Linked DNA regions of Callithrix jacchus: region 1 is linked to region 2. Evidence: chromatin contacts called from public Hi-C data. All regions are on one chromosome and are shown on one strand. The core of a region is the stretch at or near the end of the contact, and the rest is flanking DNA. Distances in the headings are between cores, read along the strand shown. Region 1 has its middle 150 kb from the start of ZC3H12C. Region 2 overlaps DDX10 (DEAD-box helicase 10).

Region 1 (2,870 bases), core at 219-2,718, 1.2 Mb after region 2:
CCTTTGTTTCAGAGCGTTTAGACTCCCTAATTTTTATAGCTCTTTCCACATCGTTACGTGAGGTAACTTCATTGATCATATCATACTGGCCTTCCTCAGTTTCTCCAAACAGAGCCAGCTCTTTCTCCCAGCATGGCATTTGCACATGTCATTCCATCTGGAACAATCCATTCTCCCATCCTCTTCAGTGTTTCTCCATTGCAAGCTCCCAGCCAGTCCCGGGTCTCAACTAACATGTCATCTCCGCTGAGATTCTGCCGATCACCCTACTCCCTGACCTGAAGTAATGCAGCCACACCACCACACACCCTCCGCTGCCCTCCGCTTGGCTTCCCTATGTAACTCCTGCATCATTGCCTTCATAACCCTTAGCACAATTGGTAATGACTTTGTTTGTTTGCTTCTGTCTTCCTCGTTGGAATAAAAAGTTTATGAGGTCAAGAACACATCTGTCATCACAGTTGTGTCTCCAGTAGACATGTGGTTGGCACTCAACAAATATTTGGGAAATAAATGAATGGTCTCATCATAACCTAGCACAGTACACAGAGCAGGAATTATTATCCCCATTTCATAGGTAAAATCTCAGAGGTGCTTCAGAGCTTGCACCAAAACACACAATCAGGAGCATAACTTAGGTCTTTTTACACAAGTTCAAGATTTGAGTCCGGAAGCCTTATAGCTAGGTGACACTGGGCACTTCACATAACCTCCATGTTTCTGTCTCTCCATCTGAAAAATAAGAAATAAAACAGAAACCTGCCTCATGGTTGTTATGGGGATTAAACAAGGCTTAGAATGCTTTTCCATTGGGAAATACTCAATTTCACAGAGAAATGTAACCGTCTGATACCAGATCACAGATCTTGATGAAGGCAGCAGTATTATAACGTATATAGCGTGGGCTGCACTCAGGAGAATCGAGAAGCTTTGTGACACAGGGAAGGTTTTTTTTATTAGAAAGGGAGGCTGAGATGTCAAAGAGACATCAGCCTCAGAGTTTCACATCTGGGTGGCTGTCTACCAATCATAACCTAGGTCCCTTCTTGGTGCCCATGGAAGTTGGTTTGTTTCACAAATCTTAAAAATTCATTTATGAACATCAGAGCTTGCTAGTTATGGCCTGAACTAAGAAAAGGCTCTCTTTTCTTGAGCCTTCGTTTGTGGAATTACGAGACATGCTTTTGCTTCGTTCAATAGCGCAGGCTCTGACCACTAGAGGGCACTGCTCCATCAGTTGTACGAGACGTTGTCTCCAGGCGTCCTCATTCCTGTGGCTGTGACTCTGAAACGATGGTTTTGTAGCAATTTCTTCAGAAACGTGGTTGGTCACTGACCCAATCATCTCTCCTTCACGATTTGCAGAATAAACTCTCCTGGCCTCAGCGTTGCAAGGATGGAAACAAACACTCCTGTTTCTGAACCAGAGTGGGTTCTCAGAGTTTTGGTTTCTTTTCTGCAGCCTATCTTGTGACTCTGCCTCCTAAGCTGCTGAGATTGTTTCTCTACTGAAGAGGAGTGATAGACTGACTGTGCCCTCGTGGGTAGTTCTATCAGTAAGCAGGTCAGAAGGATAACCCCCTTCTCCTGCTCTCTGCAAAATATTCATTTCCAAAACACTCACTGACTGCTGGATTACATACAACAGGAACCCGGGGAGGGTATCGCCCCAGTCATTTATCGTGGGTCAAGTGGCTGCTTGGGCTCTGTGCCAACAAGACCCTAATCTCAAGTATGTGCAGAGTAGAAAGTAATTTATTAAACTGGCACCTTCGATGAGTAAGGAAGAGCAAAAATGAATACAATTTCTTTAGAAAAATTAAAATGTTCTGACTGGCTTCTATGAGCAGTTTGTACTCTCAGGAATTCTCTGCTTTCTTCAGTCCTTCAAAGCTCTGTCCACAAACTTAGAAAAATAAACCAATATTACGGGGGCGAGGGGAGCTTTAAACACCTACAGATCACGGAAGAGAAAGAGTGTCTACCTCTCCTGGAAGTTTTAAGATGTATGAATCTTCAATAAATATCAAAAGTTCATTAATTCCTCATTTTAAACTCATGGCTTATTAATTCATTCAGCAAAATTAAACATCTTCTACTTAGCAGAAACTGTTCTAGGTACTAAGAAGTACGTATAGGATACAGGCAGTAAATACAGAATAATTATTGTTTTTTCACAACTTTTTACCTTTTTTAATTAACTGTTTTATTTGAGATCATTGTGGATTCACATTCAGTTTAAGAAATAACAAGGATCCCATGTACCCTTCCCCAGATTCCTCCAGTAGTAGCATCTTGCAAAACTATGGTACAATGGAACAACCAGTATATTGACGTTATACAGTCAAAACAGATATTTCCAACACCACAGGGATCTCTCATGGCGCTCTTGTACTGAAACACACATCTTCCTTCCCATACCCCATATATGGTCTTAGACCCTGGTAACCACTAATCTAGTCTCCATTTCTGTAAGTTTGTCATTATTTTGAGATTATTTTGTCATAATTTTGAGATTATTCTACAAGTGGAATCATGCATTATCGATTTTTCACTCAGCATAATTCTCTAGAGATTCACCCAAGTTTTTGTTATGTATCAATGGACTATTCCTCTTTATTGCTGAATAATAGTCTGGGGTTTGAATATAGCATAGTTTGTTTAACTACTTATCATTGAAAGATATCTAGATTGTTTCTAGTTTTGTGTGTTACAAACGAAACAGCTATAAACATTCATGTACAGTATTTGGTATCAACATAAGTTTTCATTTTTCTGGAATAAATGTCCAAGAATATAATTGCTAGGTCATATAAGTATTACATATTTAATATTTTAAGAAATTACAAAACTGTTTTCCAGAGAGGCTG
Region 2 (2,700 bases), core at 18-2,517:
TTAGATGTGTAGTTAGTAGAAAGGTTTAGCATATATAATGCTTTTTTTTTCTGGCAGTTTATAAGTTGCCAGTGATGGGCTTAGAGATAATTAGAAAGTTTTGTGGGCCATGAGACTGAATAATTGAATTGAATAAAGGCTAAATTAAAATTTGAATCTAATTAAAATCCTGTGTATTTGGCTGTAATTAAAACCAAGTTGCCAGATAGTGTTTGCTTTTGGAATTGAAGTATAATGTATGAATATAGAAAAACAAATTCATTAGCAAAATCGCTAAGTTTTCTTTTTCTTTTTGAATTTTGGCTAAAAAAGTGATTTGGGTACTTTTGCCTTGAAATACCTAATTCTGTATTAATTTTACCTTTTAAAATATCTTTTGATCTATAGCAGTTGAGAAGTTTCCTAGTATTTTCCCTAACCATCACACCCCTTTGAACAAAATGATCTCCTTTAGAGATGAGTGAGGCCAGCTATATGAAGATAGTTTTATAATGCTATATCCTGTGATACATTCTACCACTTTAAAAAGCAGTTCTCTTTAGGGCATATGGTTTTTTTGGTACGAAACCAAGTTCTTCAGTTTTTATAAAAATGTCCAGTTGAAAATAGAAAATATTTGGGAATGGAAAATAGACATCAAATATTCTCAATTTTAAAAACTTTTTATTTGGGGAGGGTGGGGAGGGTTGTGGGTAAAAGATGGACATTTATATATAGGTTTTTTTCCCCAGAACAGTGGAAGGCAGAATAATTTTCAGCGATGTTCTAATTTAGCCTTATTTGCCTGGCTACATTTTGTGACTGTCAGAAATTGTGTAATGTGGGGAGCAGATTGTGATTCCACTAGGGGGCAGCAGAGGCCAAACCTTAGCATTGCATACTCGTTGGCAGCCGTTTAGATCTTAGCAGCAAAAAGGAAGATGGCCACTAGTTAAAATCGATAATAACTTGTGAAGAGTTCCTGGTTGTTTGTGGGAGACTACTGGTACTTTATGGAATAGCTAATGAGAATTTCTTAGTAGTATGTTTAATTGGTTTGTGAATTGTAAAAAGTAAAAAGACAGTTTTCATGAGCATTAACTTTGCAAGGCTTACCATATGTACCTTAGATCCAAGACAGAAGCAGTCTTTGCTAGTGAAAATGATTTCTTTCATTCCTTTAGCTTCCATTTGTGAAGGTCTACAGTCTGCTTCTCCTAGAGAGCGGCTGATGCTTCTTTACATGGCCTTCTGTCTTTGTTGGTGTCTGAGATTTAAAGGTTGCATAAAAGGTCACAGCAAATTTATTTTGCATCTTGAAGCAGTGAGGAGCTGGGGTGCAATATAGCCAATAGGGCTGTAGGGGTAGCTGAGGAGGCTGATAGTTCTTAGGAGTCTGTTTCCCAGGCACCCCTTGGGAATAGGGGTATTCTTACTTTGTTCTCCTGTCTAGTCAATACAGCAGGCAGAGTGTTCCTTCTAAAACATAAGTCAGATTATGTCACTCCTCTGATGCTATACCATTGCACTCAGAGTGAAAGCCAGTGACCCCCTGGGCCTAAACTATTCATCCCTTTCCCCCCAGTTTCCTAGTATTCTCCCCTTGTTCTCTATGCTCCATTCTGGTCCTGCTGTTTCTTGTACGTGCCGGGCATGCTTTTGCTGGTAGGGCCTTTATATTGGTGCTCTCTCTTTTCTGCTGGAATGCGTTTTCCTCAGGTATCCACATGGCTTCCTCATCCTCCCCAACCACTCCTTTTTACCCTCCTCTACATTCTTTTTTTTTGAAGTCCTTTATCACCTTCAAATACAGAATTTACTTAGTATATTTTTAAATTGTTTTTCACCTTGTTTGATTGTAAGTTCCACAAAGGCAGCAATGCTTGTCTAATATATTGATGTGCCCTAAGTGTGTAGAACAGGACATGGCATGTAGTAGACATTTGAGATAACGATTCAGACCCATGAATCAGATCTTACCTAATATGTTAATTATCCTAACATGTTAGTTACTTATTCTGTATAACAAATTGACCCATGGCTTGGTGGCTTAAAGCAAAAACCATTTATTATCTTGCATCTTCTGGGGGTCAGGAACTCAGTGTGGTTCCTCTGGGTCCTCTGGCTCTCAGTCTCTCACCAGGCTGTAATGAAGGTGACAGATGGTACTTTTCGGTTCAACGAGGGTTGCATCAATTCTCAGATTTATTCACATAGTTGTTGCCAGATTCATTTCCTCCTCGATGGTTGGTCAGAGGCATCTCTCAGTTCCTTTTCGTGTGGTCTTCGTCACAGGGCAGCCACAATACGGTAACTGACCTCATCAGAGAGGGCAAGTGAGAGCTGAGGGAGAGAAAGATGCAGCAGTGATGTCTTTCATGGCCTGACGTGGAAGTCACAGTCCGTCTTAACTGTAACTTCCTAGTGGCTGCATATCAGCTCTATTCCTTGTGGGGGACAACACGAGGGTGTCAATACCAGGAGGTACAGATTATTGGGAGTTGTTTTAGAAGCTGTCCGCCCTACCCAACATCAAATTTTATCATTGATTTCAAGGATAAAAGCAATCCCGAGATATAGGTGAAACAGGAAGAGGCGTGGGATCTCCATTATAGCTCCCTGGTATTTTTTTGTCAAATCAGAGCCTGCTCTGGCCCAGGTTAACATAGAAGACTCTAAATAATGTGTGGCTTAGATGGACACTTGCACAGATGGACTATT

Evidence for each region. A called contact is a pair of places that touch in the nucleus more often than the background predicts.
Region 1: a contact with region 2 is called in a Hi-C map of skeletal muscle, with 7 times the contacts expected there. The contact joins two enhancer-like sites. A contact is called at or near these places in 2 of 3 Hi-C or Micro-C datasets (both in skeletal muscle).

The regions. Positions count from the first base shown.
Region 1 is chr10:9,657,868-9,660,737 of calJac240_pri, forward strand. No RefSeq gene overlaps it. Among named protein-coding and RNA genes, the nearest start is that of ZC3H12C, 150 kb to the right of the region's middle. Within about 2 kb of position 1,469, at least 5 of the 16 cell types and tissues checked have an H3K27ac peak or open chromatin away from gene starts, as enhancers often do. A contact at or near this core is called in skeletal muscle, where this site is marked.
Region 2 is chr10:8,463,689-8,466,388 of calJac240_pri, forward strand. All of the region lies in intron 8 of DDX10 (DEAD-box helicase 10), which reads left to right. Among named protein-coding and RNA genes, the nearest start is that of DDX10, 32 kb to the left of the region's middle. Within about 2 kb of position 1,268, at least 2 of the 16 cell types and tissues checked have an H3K27ac peak or open chromatin away from gene starts, as enhancers often do. A contact at or near this core is called in skeletal muscle, where this site is marked.